Linked DNA regions of Hordeum vulgare: region 1 is linked to region 2. A link is a contact called in public Hi-C data. All regions are on one chromosome and are shown on one strand. The core of a region is the stretch at or near the end of the contact, and the rest is flanking DNA. Distances in the headings are between cores, read along the strand shown.

What was found. Hi-C and Micro-C count contacts between places; a contact is called where the count stands out from the background.
Region 1: a Hi-C map of seedling shows a contact between it and region 2, with 2.8 times the contacts expected there. The contact joins the enhancer-like site here to the promoter of LOC123427603 in region 2. A contact is called at or near these places in 1 of 6 Hi-C or Micro-C datasets (seedling) and 1 of 1 datasets of contacts at active chromatin or transcription factors (embryo).

What each region holds. Positions count from the first base shown.
Region 1 is chr2H:599,757,710-599,762,075 of MorexV3_pseudomolecules_assembly, forward strand. No RefSeq gene overlaps it. Among protein-coding and RNA genes, the nearest start is that of LOC123433787, 130 kb to the right of the region's middle. Within about 2 kb of position 3,077, at least 3 of the 3 cell types and tissues checked have open chromatin away from gene starts, as enhancers often do. A contact at or near this core is called in seedling, where this site is marked.
Region 2 is chr2H:599,607,034-599,611,389 of MorexV3_pseudomolecules_assembly, forward strand. It overlaps LOC123427603 (protein NARROW LEAF 1), which reads right to left and starts at 1,727. Exons shown (of 6, transcript XM_045111682.1): 1 at 1,375-1,727; 2 at 1-130. The coding sequence starts at 84.

The DNA of each region.
Region 1 (4,366 bases), core at 1,827-4,326, 150 kb after region 2:
AATATGCCAACTGTGTGCGTAACCGTGACTGTCTCTTTCGTGAGTTCCTTCTCCGATCGAGGACACGGTGGGGTTATGTCTGACGTAGGTAGGTGTTCAGGATCATTCATTTGATCATCCGTAGTTCACGTACGCTATGCGTAGATCTTCCCCCTCTTATTTCTTGTACTCGTAAGTTTAGCCACCAAATATATGCTTAGCCGCTGCTGCAACCTCACCACTTAACCTTACCTCACCCATTAAGCTTTGCTAGTCTTGCTACCTTTGGAAATGAGATTGCTGAGTCCACTGTGGCTCACATATTACTACAACACCAGTTGCAGGTACACGTAAAGATTACTTGACGCGAGCGCGTTGATTGTTCATTTGGAGTTGCTTCTTCTTCTTCTTCATCATCGATCTAGGATGGGTTCCAGGCCGGCAGCCTCGGATAGCAAGGATGGACGTCGTTCTTATTTTTCTCGTTTGTTTTCGTCCGTAGTCGGACCCTGCTCTTACTCTTGATGAATATGTAATGTACTGACGTGACTCTGATGTAGCTTGTGGCGAGTGTAAGCCAATTCTATTATATAACTCTTCTTTTCAGTACATGTACTTGTAACGATATCCATTCTTGCGACACGACGAGATGCGCCTCTATCCCTGACGAGGCCCCCGTGCCAAATTGAGGATAGGGTCGCATCTTGGGCGTGACAATACGTCTCCGCCTACACCTCCGTCATGGATCACCTCAAACATTTGCATGTCTATGTCATCGTATGACAACTCGCCCGCTCGAGGCAAACCAGCGAACAGTGTGTGTGCATCGGGTTACTCCACCCCCGACGCCGGCGCCGGACAAGCTGTGGCGATGTAGACTTCAAGAAAAGCAGAAGCGTTGCGTTGACGTTAACGCAATAACATCCACGCCCACGTTAGATGCCGGGGACTGCCTACCGAGGTGATGGGCGACGTAGAAGTAGGGAACCTTGTATTGCTTCCGGCCAGGTGGTGTATGCATGGACGATGGCGGCGCCCGTGTCCCTGGCCCCATTGGGCACCACACCAATCCCATGCATGTCCCCGCCACGACCACCACCTACGACAACCTCTTTCTTCTTGACCGCCGCCTTTGCCTTCTGTTTGAGCCAACGATCCTGCCGTGCTACCGACTTGATCTTGCGAGCGGCTGCGATCGTCGGATCCTTCACCATCATTTATGGTAGCTTTTCATACGAGTGTCCATGCAGCGACGATGGTGAAAAAAGAAGGGAATTGTGGTGGAGAGTGGCGGGATGGAAGAGGGGAGGATTGAGAAAAAGGAATTTTGACGCCGAAACAATGCGAGCAACTCTACATGCACGGGCTCCGTCTCAGTTTGGGGTGGGCCGGGGGTGTCGTAGTCCTACGTGGTTGGTGTCGAGACTCCCACAAAGCCTCCCTGATTTGTTCTTATTCGCGGGAAAACGGAAGTTCATACTTGTGCGCGAATGGATGTAGAATTTCGTTGGATGGCTTGTGGTGTTTGGGCTGCTCGGTCTGGTGGGATGCTAGAGGTTTGAGGGTCCGCGTTGTACATGCCAACTTTTTTTAGTCTTTAGAAAATATTCTTGGGCATCAAGGGCCAGGCAGTTGGATGAAATTAAAATTGCGCCAGCCTTATCTCAAGAACTCATAGTCTCATAGACCTCCTGCCTCCTACTCCATATCATGTAGGACTACATACACCGATGAGTTCGTAAAAAAATAAATATGCCGTAGATTCTTTTTCTTATTTTAAAAGAAGAAATCTTCAAGCTATTCATAATTAATCATGGCAATACAGAGATCATAAAAGATAACACGAATTTGGACGCAAACTATCTCAGCTCGAGCTCAAATGAACTCCAATGAACTTAAATCTGAATTCTATTTGCAACAAACATTCAGAATATTTTTACATGCATGCAAAAATTCGTGAAAAAAATCACATTTCTGGAAGTGCCGACAAAGAAAACAAAATAGATGCTAGAAAAGACTATTTTTGGAACATTGATCTTTTTTTTTTGCTCACAGCTCCACGAATGTGACTGAATCACGGAAGTTTGAACGCATGTTCATTCACTAAAAAAATTACACTCATGCGAAACTTTTCTCCATGTTTGTTGCAAAAAGAAAGTTTACTGCTCATCTACTTTCATTGGAGCTCAAGCTGAGAAGGGCACTTTCGCAAAAATTACAATTAGATCCATGGGTCATGTAAACATGTTTACAAGCACCAGAACGAGCCGATGCATTTCTCCTTCTACTTATAACTAGAAAAAGAAAACTATGAACGTCACCGCAAACGCCATGAATGGGCATAAACATGGTCAGAGATGCCCACAATGAACACATGGAGGGGAGGACCATTAATGTCGTGGCCGAGAGATGCCTCTTCCGCTCTTGCTGCACCCGAAACGGCGAGGGAAGGACGACGTAGCTGCTACCAAAAACTTGAACCGCAACCGGCCAACCCCGGACCTGACCCCCACTGGGTACCATTGGTACGTCCCCACGCCAAACGGTCGCAGCCTTTTCTCATCAACCGGTCTCTGAGTCGGGCCAGTGGCGCGCGCACGGTTGCCCCGGCCCCGGCCCCATGATGGCCGTGGTACAGCTTCCTGTAGCCGGAAAGCGCCCCGACGCTGCCCCCGCGTCCGTGGCTGCGCGACGCCCACGTCCCCCCGTTTCCCGCCGCTCCGCCACCGCGAGAAGAGAGAGCTGCTCTGCGTCTGCGTCTGCGTCTGCGTGCGTGTGAAATTAAAGAGTAAACCGACCGAGCGAGCGAGCGAGCGTGCAGTGGAACTGTGGAAGGACCAGAGAGAGAAACGGGAGGGAACGACGCCGGAGCGGTGAAGTTTTCTGGCCGTGTACGTGCTCGTCTGGGAGAAGCGACGAGGGCGGTGCGGGGCAGGACAGGATAGGGTTATGGGGCAGCGTGGGAGACCACAGCTAGCTAGCGGCCCCTGCCCTTTGCCCTCCGTGCTTGCTTCTTTGACCACACTGTCACTGTGATATCCCCCAGAAATTCAGATCACCATCATCATGGCCAGGCCAGACCAGCTGATCCTCCTTTAATTTGGCGCCACCCCCAGCCCCACCCCTACCGGCCCCAAGGGCATCACGCAACAGTACCACGTTCCTTCGGTCCACTTGGCGTCCGTTCGGTCTCGGATCCGACGCCCGGGCCACAAGTTGGACGAACAGCACGCGTCCGATCGGGAATAGGCGAGTGGGATTGGCTGCCCGAGACCCGCTAGTCCGGCTCCAGTACGTGCACTGTACTTGGAGATATTGGTGGCTGCATGTATGGGCGTGCCGGAGCCACCGCCTAGTGGGGGACCGGGCTAATTGTGCGTGTACCACAGTAATGCCCTGCGAGATTCCAAGTGTCTTTTGATACACATGGACATGCCGTTCGAAAATAGCAAACGAAGATTTTTCAAAACAGGGTTTTTATTGTTTATGCCACTGAGTGCGTCTCATTATCAGTTTTGTTATTAGAAATTACAACTGGTTAAAACTGCCCGTGAGATGGTTGCTCAAAAATGTCATTAGACATCTCAAAAATGCCATCGTTCTATTAGATATTTGCTCAAAAATACCGTTCGACATTATTATTATTAGGCCAAATTCGTTAATCATGTTATATGACGAAAATACTCTTATGCCCACATGTCAGCTTTCTCTATCTCATAATGTTAGATATGGACCCCACTTGTCAGCAGTAAGCAAGCGGGTAATTTTCTTTTAAAAATATAAGAATGTTGTTGGGATCAAATGGGACCCACCCTTTATTGTGGTGAGATAGAAAAAGACCTGACATGGTCTTTAGGTACTTTGGCCATTATAACATGACAAATAAGGTTTAAGCTAACAATAATGGTGTCCCGTGACATTTGTGTGCATGCGTCTAACGAAGCGGCAGTTTTGAGCAGTTGTAACTTTTAATGGCAAAACTGACTAGTGTGAAAAAATAAATTGCAAACGAAGGACGAGCCCGATGAGGACTTAAAAAGGCATGTTTTCTGCATCACAAAAAAGGGTTTTTTATACATACAAAAATGCATATATAACGAATCCAGATATTTTTCTTAATAATATACTTTCATATGTGGCCTACACAAACAAAAACATGTACATGAAAAATGGGCCATTTTTTCGTTGTTGGGTAGGATTTTTGTTTTCCGTGCAGCTTGCAAATCATAATATTTTTGAATGACATTCTACAGATCCGATACAAATATGTATAAGTTTCTGGAGATTTTTTTGAATCATTTGAAACAAAGTTCTTCAATGTCCCCACCCACGAAAACGTCACTCTCCATGACGTTGCTCTTCTCACCTTTGTTTACTAGATTTTGTC
Region 2 (4,356 bases), core at 477-2,976:
AGAGCAATGCCCCTCCACATCAAGAGACGACTCTTCCGACCGCGTCAAACCTGAGAGCTGCATCCTGTCATCTGAAGGCTTCATCGTGCCGAACAGTTGACAGGCGTAGTGGACAGGAGAAGCTATGGCCCTAAAAATTAGAGCAAACAAGTCTGAGAACATAATCTTGCCCCAAGGCAAAAATGTCAGGAGAGGAGACACTGGAAAGTTAGCACTCAGCAATCTACCAAATGTGTTTGCACCCTAATAGACCTACATCAGACTGGGAAATGTATGGTGAAATTAAGCAATGTATGAGTGTGAGGCTAGCTAGCATCCAAGCTATTATACACAAGAAAATAAATAAACAAGTGCTGGTGGAGTAGCCTGATATTCTCGGGGAATAGGTTCTTGCAGGATTGCAACCACGCAAACAAAAGCAGATAATATCATAAGAGGAATCCTCTGTACGACGAATATGACCCATTGTATATGTATATTCTTGTTGCGCATCCGCCGTAGAACCAAGCAGAGAATATCACAGGAGAGTGGAATCTGCAAAAGCCAGAGGGTGGAGGAAGTCTCCATCCGTTTGTTCGGCGAAAGGCATGGCACAAATTCTGCCTTTAAACACAGGGAATTGGCATAAATCCACATGACAACTACCACACGGAGTACTTGTGATGATAACAAAAATATCGACGCGAAAAGGGTAGGGCCTACGCGCAAATTAAGCAGGCGGCACCGCGGGTGAAGTTTGGCAAAGGCATCGTGCACTTTGCTGAAAGAGAAAAGGCATAATCAAAAGAAGAAACAACCCGCCGACAAGAAATCGGGGGGAACAAACGGCAAGCACTCTCCCCTTGTGTTACATCCAATAGCAGGCCTGAAATCGGTTTTGCTGGAGCAATGCAACTTTTATCTGGCCGCAGAAGAGAGCCTGCAGCTGAAGGCACGCGAGCTTGGATTGATGCCGGTTGCAGAGCGGCAATGGAGCTCCCTGCTCCCGTGGCGAAGATTCTTGGAGGCCGAGCTGCTAAGCTTTCCGTGGCATTTGGCCCCGGAAGCGAGGCCAACAAGGAAGGCGGAAGGAAATAAGAAGAGAACGCCTGAAGCTGTTACTGTGCAGGCATCACGGAACTCCCATGGCACTGGCAGGGAGCAACAACCTGGCATACCAGATTGGCAACTCAACCACCAAAGAGGGACGACGAGCAGCCCGGCCTGCGAACGGGAACCACGGGGCGGGAGGGAAAAAGGGATGCGAGGGACCGAAAAAGAAAGCCGGCAAATCGAGGAAGGCGGCGTCAAGATCCTGCCGCCCCAGGGGCCGGAGTAAGATCCGGCCATCCGGTAGGACCTCGGGCAGGGGAGGGAGGGGGCGGAGCCGCTCACCTGGAGCCGGAGCAATGGCCACAGCCTCGCGCGTCGCGACTACTCCTCCTGCCTCCTCCTATCTCCTTCTCCCCGCGCGGGTATCCATAATTGGGGGCGTGGAGGCGGGAATCTCCACTGTTATTAGGGGCGAGGCCGGGGGGGCAGAAGATGCCAGCTTTGCAGTCGCAGGCGGCGTCCCTCCCTCTCCCTGCCCAGCCCCCCCTCTCACTGTTCGGGCCGTGTGCGCGGCAGCAGCGGCATGCGTGCGCCGCACAAGCACCACAAGAAGAGGCTAGAGAGAGAGGGGGAATGGGGAGGAGGCGCTCTCCTGGGAATCTAGGGGGGGAGCTCGATCAGCAGCTAGGCGGTGGTGGTGATCATGGCGTGGTGGTCACAGATTGGGGTGAACAACGACTTCACTGTGGCGCCGTGTGATGTGTCGATGCCTGTGTCGAGCCCCGACCTGTGGCCGCATAGTCACCCGTGTCGCGCGGTCCAACGGACGGCCCCGATCGCAGGTGGAGGGGGCGAGGAGACGTGGCCCTCTCTCCTCCGCTAGATTCGGCCGTGGGGGGTTGGGGGCTTCATCCCTCCTTTGAACAAGGTGCACTTTTGGTCATGTCATCGTATATTATCGACAGTGACAATATGAAAATGATAGGGAAACAGAAAACTTATGGAGTTGACCTGTAGTGAAGAGTCAGACTGTGAACATGTTTTTTTATTCTAACATGTATTCTGGATATATAGCAAGATTTAGACGCGAGTATCAGCCTAAAACTCGTTCATTTTTTGCTTCTAAGATAACCAGCCCCCTTCTTATAGCTTATTTCATAAGCCGTCTGTGGAAGAGCCGGGCCTAAAGAATATTGAACTCGATATGCAACTATTCAAATTTGACTCGGATCTTAAAAGGGTCATGTCTCAATTCAAAATTTTCATAGTAAATATGTTATTTTGCCGAGTGGCTATAGCTCTATGTTATAGTTGGATTGGATGGTTAAGAACAATTCGGTAGCCTGAATATTCGGTTAAATGTTACTTCATGTGTTCACAATTGTAAGATGTTTTGAATATTTTAATATGAACTGCATGCAAATTGAAATGCGTAAACAAGCACACTAAAGCGTGTATATGTATCTAATAAAAAAATAGAACATGATTTTATTTCTGAATGGAGGGAGTATTTGACAATATAGGTTCCCAAACGACCGTTGCATCATAAGTGTAGGAAAACTCCTTTTATTAATCATGTGCTATTTTTTATAAGCATGTCACAATTGCTATTTATGTGGGCTAGAAATAGTAACATTTATGTGGGTCAAGACAAAAGGGATAGTAACAAGTGGCTTGGTCATTTTCGCTTTATGGCATGGTAGCATATTTATGGTGTCTGGTTCATGAAAAATCCCTATATTCTATTCTCTAGCTTCGTCAAAGAAAAATAAAGAAAATGTCACAGACAAATTGTCATGTCACTATAGAAGAATTGATAGCAATGATAAACATTAAACACCCCCAACTATATGCATGTTCTAATGAAAGGGTGAAAGTGCATCTAATCGCCAAGGTGAATTTTGGTAATCCATGTCAAGATATCTCAAAGAACTGATGGTACTTCAAATATATTTCATGAAAAGTTTTTTCAGGAACAATATTGGAATGGAAGGTGACCCCTAAAAATGCTTAAAGACAAGTGTTGGACAAGACAAAGGATTTTTCATTTTCATTTTAATGATCCTAAAATATCACATTGAGTACATATGCATGCAATCTATCAAAATGGGACGAGGATGTGACAATAAGACTTTTGCTCGATGTGTTTAGAGATCAATCTCCTTCAAGTTTTCCACTATATCTTTCTAACTACATGCATCTCGGTGTTGCCAAAGCACTTCCATTTGGAACCATCAAACCATCCAGATGTAGTTGTTGTTTTAAACCTTGGTTCAATCGGAGCCTCCAACATCCCATTTCGAGCCACCGAATCAACCTTGTAAACCTTACGTTGTCACATCGGAAATTTCGAGCCATTCCAGTTGAAACTTTCGAAGCGCTAACAAAGAGTGTGCAATTAATGAGGTACCCACTTCACAGCCATCAATTAACTTCCATGCGGAACTAGCGATGCATATGAAAGTTGTTACCTTTGTTCACTTCACAGCCACCAAGCAAAACCGGTTGGAGCCTCCAAGATGTGAAAAATGGTGAGTAACGATTAAATTTCTATTCAGGTCTATTTATCCCCCACCTATACCACCAGTTCAACTAGAAGAAAACTTCGCTGCCATCATTTCTTTTGAGAGAGAACTCCACCTCCTTGTGTCAATTTCAAAGGGCTTTCTAGCCCAACCACCACATCACTACTACAGGAAGGTCCTAAGACGACACATGCATTTGAGACCCTTCGACCAACTGTGTGCGATCCATCAATCACAGACGGTATAGTTCTAGCTCCATCGCCAATAAAATGAACTCTGTGCGATGGTTAGTCCATCGGGTACGATTTAGAAGAGACTTGAATGTGGGATGCGTGCCATATAGTTGGTCCTCATGAACTATTTGCGATTAGCCAAGATAACACAAACGGTTAAAAAATACATATGTGTGTGAAGTACGGCATACAGTTCACTCGGATAAACTGTTTGCGCTGATCCAACATAACACAAATGATTTAGCATAAGAAGGTTGATGATCCACAATTATAGGGGATCGATCGTAGTCCTTTCGATAAGTAAGAGTGTCGAACACAATGAGGACCACAAAGAAATGACAAGTGGTTTTCAATAAGGTAATTCTTGCAAGCACTCAAAGTAGCGATAACAAATAGTTTTATAGTAGTGTATTTTGTAACAAGTAACAGGTAACAATTGTAAATAGGATGCAACAAGGTGGCCCAATCCTTTTTGTAGCAAAGACAAGCCTGAAAGTTCTCTTATATGAAGTAAAGCGCTCTCGATGACACATGTGAATTGTCATCTAGTCACGTTCATCATGATT